2 separate regions of the Sus scrofa genome follow, and region 1 is linked to region 2. A link is a contact called in public Hi-C data. All regions are on one chromosome and are shown on one strand. Each heading gives the region's core, a stretch centred on a gene start, on an enhancer-like site or on the middle of the called end of the contact. The rest is flanking DNA. Distances are from core to core; before and after follow the strand shown. Region 1 holds the start of MARK2 (serine/threonine-protein kinase MARK2). Region 2 overlaps MARK2 (serine/threonine-protein kinase MARK2).

Region 1 (3,323 bases), core at 743-3,242, 45 kb after region 2:
TATGCAGAGAGAAGGGAACAAGAGGGAACCAAAGAATGAAATGAGGGAAAAGGATGCAAAAATCACCGAAAGCCCCAAGGGGAGAAGAGCCCTCTTTTCAAGTCAAGTGTTTCTGCCCTGTAAAGTTCTCCACGGAGAAGGGTGTGACAGGAAGGGGACTCTCCACAGAGCAGGCAGCAAGGGACACTGGAGACGGGGAAAGAAAGAGGAGGGGTGGTAAGTGGACGCCTCGGCTCAGAGGTGAGATGACACAGAAAAGGCTAAGGCTTGGGTGACAAACGATAGCAGTGATTGCCAGGACGAGGGGGAGTGTGAGGCTCAAGAAACCAGCATGCAAAATACCCGGCCCCAGAGTTACAAAGACTAGCCAATCACAAGGGGGTGGGTAGGAGCACATGCAGGGAAAATAAGGATGAGGCGAAAAAGGCAGGAGACTAATATGGAGATGAAAGGCAATCCTGAGCAAGAGCTACAGTAAGGAAGACAGGGTGGGGGTAGAGAAACCGGAAGGCAACAAGCAAGGGGGGAGATACTATGGAGAGGGCCAGAGGCAGGAGTGGAGACAAGGAAGCGTCACGGTCTGCGTCGCGGTCTAAGGACAAAAAGGGAAGGACGGTGATGCAGCGGGGCCGGGAAAGATCTGAGCAACAGGTTGCGGTTAATGGAGTGGGGCTGAAATAATGTCTTCCCCTCGGCAGGAAGAGCTCAGGGAGCAGACTGGTAAAGTGCTCACAGTGAGAAACAGGAGACCGGGGCACCCCAGAGGAAGAGATCGTGACCAATCCAAAGGCTCTGACGGGGGTGAAGACTGGAACCCCCAAGACAACCTGTGGGAAAACTATGCGCATGACAGCTGGATGGGAAACACGGAAGCAACAAATGCCAGCGCGAGGCACCAGGGAGCTCCTGGAGAAGAGAAGGGAAAGTGATGAGCCAAGAGTAGGCGAACGATTTGGAAAGGTGATGAGGGTGGAGCTGGTGGGTTGCAAGCAAGACGGCGAGCACAATGTGGAGAAGCAAGAGGCAGCATAAAACGCTAGGGAACTGGAAGAGGATAGGGACTGAGAACACACTCCAGGGCAAGGCCCCCGAGGGTGGGAACCGGGACTGGGAGAACCGGTGCGGGCGGAGGGGACGCAAGGCTGGAGGGATGGAGGAAGAGGTGGACAACGATCTGGGGCAAATCGCAGGGTGCTACTGGGGGAGCAGGAGGGTGGCTGCTTTAAGCGTGGGTGGAGGAAGACCAGAAAGGCCCCTGAGAGAAAAAGGGAAGAGAAGAGGAAGCTGGGGAGGTAACACGGAAGAGCGCAGGAGGGCGGTGAGGGGAGACGGGGGGGTCGGCAGAAAGACAAGTGTGCAGCTTGGAGTCTGGACGAGGTGGGTCCCAGGACAGGACTCGGAAGGGGGATGTGCGGTGCCAGGAGCCAGATGACAGGGCAGCCGAGGCTTACAGAACGGCAGCAGGGGCACGAGGAGAACTGAGGAGGGAGGAGGCTCTGCAAGGTGCAGGGGCCCAGCCAGAGAATTCGGGGAGCCTTCAGGCTCCTTACCTGCTCGGTGTCCCTCTCGTTCAGCGTGGGTAGGGGGGTCCGGGCGCTGGACATGGCGCCGGTATCTCGGGGGAGGGAACCGAGAAGCTTGGAGGAAGGGAGGGAAGGGAAGGCGCGGAGCCCGGCCGGGCGGGGCTTCTCACAGCAGGGGCACCCGCCGCATGGGCCCCGGCCGGGGGTGCGGGGAGGCCGGGCTGCCGCTCACGCCAGCCCGGGGATGCGCCGCTCGGGCTAGGCCGCGCCGGCTCCGAGCGGCTCCGGACCGCACCCCCCCGACCCCCGGCTGGGCTGTGCCGCCTTTCGGCCGGGCCGCGCCGCTCCGCCTACTCTCTGCCGCCGCAGCCGGCCGCCTGCCTCGCTCCTCCCCTGCCCTCAGCGGCACTGCTCCGCGCCCGGCACCCAGGCAGCCGCCGCCGGACCTGCTGCTCCCAACATGGCCGCCACCACCGCCGGCCCTCGGCTCTTTCCGCCGGCAGCAGCCGGAAACATCCGAAGCGGCTTGAAACGGGAGGGGGGCGCGCCTTCTCCTCCCGGCCACGGACTACGGGTGAATTCCGGAAACACCCGAAGAAGGTAGCCCCGGGGACGCGCGCACCTCCTCGATTCCGAAGATCAAGCTTCGGCTCTGTTTACGGAAATCCACGAAGCCTCCCCGGGTACTCCAGCGATGCCCACAGGCTTTTCCCCGCCCACTTCGCGGGCTCTCGGCTGTTTCCGGAAACACCCGAAGCTGCTCCTCGTGCCGTGAGCCGGCCACGCCCCCATCCCGCCCAGCAGCCGACGGCGGTCGTCGGCCATTTCCGGCAACACCCGAGATCGGGCGAGCTTCGGGTCATTCCCTCGGGTGGTACCCAGATTCTGACTCTTCGTTTCTTTCCGTCAGTTTCCGGGTATTTTCAAACCTTGAACAGGGAGTGTGGATCCCCTGTGCGTGTTACTATTTGACTAAATAGAAAACGAAGCTGTTAGCTATTGGCATCCTTTGGTTCTAAAGTCAGCCCATAAATTCCATTTCATTTCTCATCCAGTTTATCTATCAACATGTGTGTCATCTGTCAGATGCAGCGTTAGTCTGCTACCTGTCTACCTACCGTTCATCACCTGCTATTGTCTATCGTGGCTTCTATTTATCTATCCATGCATCCCACATCTAGTCCACAGGGCTCCTCAAGGTCTCAGGCAAGCACTAGGTCAACGTCCTTGGCTTCCAATGCCAGAGGCTGCAGAGGTCCCCCCAGCCCTGGCATTCCACCCCCAGCTCTGCACAGTGAAAATGCTGTGTGATCTTGGAAAAACACATAACATCTCTATGTTTAGACTCCTCAATGTCCCTATCTTGAAAGAATCCATGCCTTTGTTCCAGTGATGACATTCTAAATAACATCTTTGAATTTCAGTTGCCTTTTTTTTCCTTCAGAAAAAAAAAAAAAGTCTTTTAATTGTTCAAAATAGCACAAAATGACATCGCTCTATGGCAATATTGAGTCACACCAGTTCCCTTTTTAAATACCCCTGTGAGGTAGGGCAGGAGAGACATTCTCGTCTTAATACACATTTCAGTTATCCCTTCTAAGGAAATTCATGGGAAAGAAAAGAGCAACTGGCTGAAAATGAAGATTCCTTAGGATGGCCCAAAGAATGAGCACCTGGAAAAATCCCTTTCCTTCCCTGGGTCTCAGCTTCCCTATCAGTAAATTGAGACCACCAGATTCATGAGCTCTGGGGTCCCTCTCATCTCTGCAGGGCCCCTATCTTTAACAGGAAGTCCATGTG
Region 2 (3,135 bases), core at 580-3,079:
TTTAAAAAAGGGAGGGGAGGTACTACTGTGTGCTTACTTTCTGGAGGCTGGAGGAATTCAGCTGAGTCTTGTCAATGATCTTCACAGCTACCTGAACAAGAGACAGAAAGCCCAAAATTACCTCTCTGGGGACTCAAATCTACTTCCTCCTTTACATTCCCGCCTTCTTTTGGCCTCATCCCTCTTGGCACCCCTGTCTGTTCTGTTTCTGCCTAATAAACAAGACAGTGGCTGTGACAGTGGTCCCACCACTACCTGCTGGGCGGGTGTCAGAACGGGGAGATGCTGCCACGTCCCCAACCCAAGCGCTCACCTCTTTCCCGGTCAGGATGTGCCGAGCCAGCTTCACCTTGGCAAAGTTACCCTTGCCGATGGTCTTGAGGAGTCGATAGTTGCCAATGTGGGGCTGCTCGTCAGCAGAGGTGGCTGAGTTGCGGCCCCGCAGCATGTTGGACTTACTGCTGGGCTTGGAGTCGAGGTGTCCCAAGGTGGGCTGCAGGGTGGAAGCACACACACCTTTAAGCATGCTGCCCTTGCAGTTCCCCACACCCTTGCCTTTAGCTCTCTGCAAAGAAAAGTAAGAGGCTGGGCACAGGGGCAGATCCCAGGGGGCTGATGAGCACACAGAGAATGAGTCCTAAGGGGGCGGGGGGGAGAAAAGGCGCTGGGAAGCGAGTCCACCTTCACTCCAAAGGAGCACAGCCTCAGGTCCAGCATCAATATCCTGCGGGCACTGGAACGTAGGACCTGAGCTGTCCCAACACTGGCTCCACTGCCTGACAATACATCCACTGTCAATAAGCCAACGGTTTTTCCATCTCATGTGGGAGAGCATCGTCTATCATCCTCCCTGTTGCCTGTTCACATTTTGATAAGGTCACACATGTTGATACGTTGCAGAAGCAACATGATCAGAATTACTGCAAAGCACGCGTCATCACCCAATGCTTAACACTTCTCTTTATTATGTACCACTTTGTATGGATCTGTTGCTTATCTGGTAAGAATGGAAGTTCATGAAGGCAGGCATGTATCATTTAGTCACTGACACATCCCAGTACCTAGACAGACCAGATTATGCTAGATGCTCAATGCAGTGAGAAAGTTCAATGACAGGGTCTGAGCAAGGCCATAATCTGCCCTCCTCAGATACCCCATAGCTCAAGTAATTTGGGTGTGAGGAAGCAGAAATGACAACAATTGGCACCAAACACATACATAAACATAATACAAAAATAGTACAGGCCAGGAGTTCCCATGGTGGCTCAGTGGTTAACAAATCTGACTAGGAACCATGAGGCTGTAGGTTTGATCTCAGGCCTTGCTCAGTGGGTTAAGGATCCGGTGTTCCATTAACTGTGGTGTAGGTTGCAGACGCGGCTCGGATCCCATGTTGCTGTGGCTGTGGTGTAGGCTGGCAGCTACAGCTCCGATTGGACCCCTAGCCTGGGAATCTCCATATGCCGCGGGTGCGGCCCTAGAAAAAGACAAAAAGACAAAAAAAAAAAAAAAAAAAAAAAAAAAAAAAGGCACAGGCCAGATGAAAACACACATCTGTATGAAGACTTGTGCGGTCCTCAAAGGGCTGAACGTAGAGTTCTACACGATCCAGCAATTCCACTCCTAGCTACACACCCAAAAGCAACTCGTACACCAACTTACCCTCATAACACCCCACGTTCCTACAGCCCCGAAGTGAGAATGACACAGATGTCCATCAATGGATATACCAACTGTGGATGAAACAGCCACGGTTCTAATGAAATGCCGATGGTGGTGACGGATACACAGCTGTGAATTTACTCAAAGCCGCTAAACTGCACGCTTGAATGTGTCAACTGCACGGGATGTGACATGCATCTCCCTCCGGCTGTCAGGAGTCTGTCTAACTCTGGTCAGGACCCGATGTACCTCTTCCAGGGCAGCTGGTGCCATCGCCTCAGCACAGTGGGGATAAAGTGCTGTCAGCGCCTCATCCCGGAACCACCCTGAGCTGCCTTGGACCCTTCAAGGAGATGGTTTGGAGGGGAGCAGGGTGACCAGAGAAGTGTGACTCGAAGTTCTTTCTTTCACAGGCCTCTCTGGCTGTAAGTGAAACCCTCAAAAACCACAGAAAAAAACAAATGACTTGCTACCACCCAAGGAACTGTCCAGGGTTCCTTTGGCAAGAAGTGTGCTTCCCCAACTAGTTGCTTTTCAGCCCTAAGGGGTTGGAAATAGGGAAAACCCTCCTTCTGCCCCAACTCCCAAGAGAGCAAGATGGGTGGAAACGTTCCCTTGGCAACCTCTAATTCGCCTCCTAAGTTTCTCATCACTCCCCTCTTTTCTGAGCACAGGAGCCAAAGGCAGCAGAGGCTTGGCGGTCTCCAAGTTCTCAAATGAGGAATGAGGATTCCGTGTCCACCTAAGGACTGGGGCCCTTTGCCCTCTGAAGCCAAATCGGGGAATCCCACTGCCTATCCTGAGCTCTGCCCATCCCTTCCCATGTTTCCAGCCCCAAGGGACGCTCTGTGTGGCAGAGCAGGACAGCACCCCCTCCTCGAGCTGCACAGTGAACTTCAAGGAACAGCGACAACCCTCCTCCTTCCGAGGACAAAGAGGTGTGGTTTAAAAGCATAGATGCCGAGACAAACTGCCAGCGCTCAAAGCTCGAAACTGCCACTTACTCAATAATGTTAATTTTATTATCGACCTCCTCCTAAGCAGGAGATGAAATTATTACAAAGGGAGGAGTAAATCATCTAAGATGACCGTTGTGAGACAATCCCACACACGGAGCCGGGAGAGGGTCTAGTGGGCGCGGAGGAGCTCCAGGCACCAGGACTTGCCCGCTCCTGGCTCTTCCACTTACTAGTGCTAGTTTCCTTATCTGTAAAGCGGCAAAGAAACATTCCCTCTTTCACGCTACTTAGGTGACAGGACGCACGCACAATGCCTTATCCAATGCTCAATAAAGAAAACCATGACGGCCATTAAGTTTAGTTCCTAAATACTCTAAAGCCTGTCCTCGAAGCAAGACGTCTCATTGTCAACGAGACTTCCGCATCCAGGTCAAGCCCTCCTAAGCCAGCTGCAGCCCAGCTGGAGGCTGACAAGAGATACTAGGGACCCTCCCGGCTGGGAGCCCCAGCACCT

The links. A called contact is a pair of places that touch in the nucleus more often than the background predicts.
Region 1: a Hi-C map of blood shows a contact between it and region 2, with 2.2 times the contacts expected there. The contact joins the promoter of MARK2 here to the enhancer-like site in region 2. A contact is called at or near these places in 2 of 5 promoter capture datasets (both in liver), 21 of 47 Hi-C or Micro-C datasets (alveolar macrophages, blood, embryonic fibroblasts and 8 more) and 2 of 2 datasets of contacts at active chromatin or transcription factors (alveolar macrophages and skeletal muscle).

Annotation. Positions count from the first base shown.
Region 1 is chr2:8,213,975-8,217,297 of Sscrofa11.1, forward strand. It overlaps MARK2 (serine/threonine-protein kinase MARK2), which reads right to left and starts at 1,993. Exons shown (of 18, transcript XM_021082895.1): 1 at 1,551-1,993. The coding sequence starts at 1,604.
Region 2 is chr2:8,169,047-8,172,181 of Sscrofa11.1, forward strand. It overlaps MARK2 (serine/threonine-protein kinase MARK2), which reads right to left. Exons shown (of 18, transcript XM_021082895.1): 2 at 314-493; 3 at 38-91. Among named protein-coding and RNA genes, the nearest start is that of RCOR2, 24 kb to the left of the region's middle. Within about 2 kb of position 1,830, at least 1 of the 83 cell types and tissues checked has an H3K27ac peak or open chromatin away from gene starts, as enhancers often do.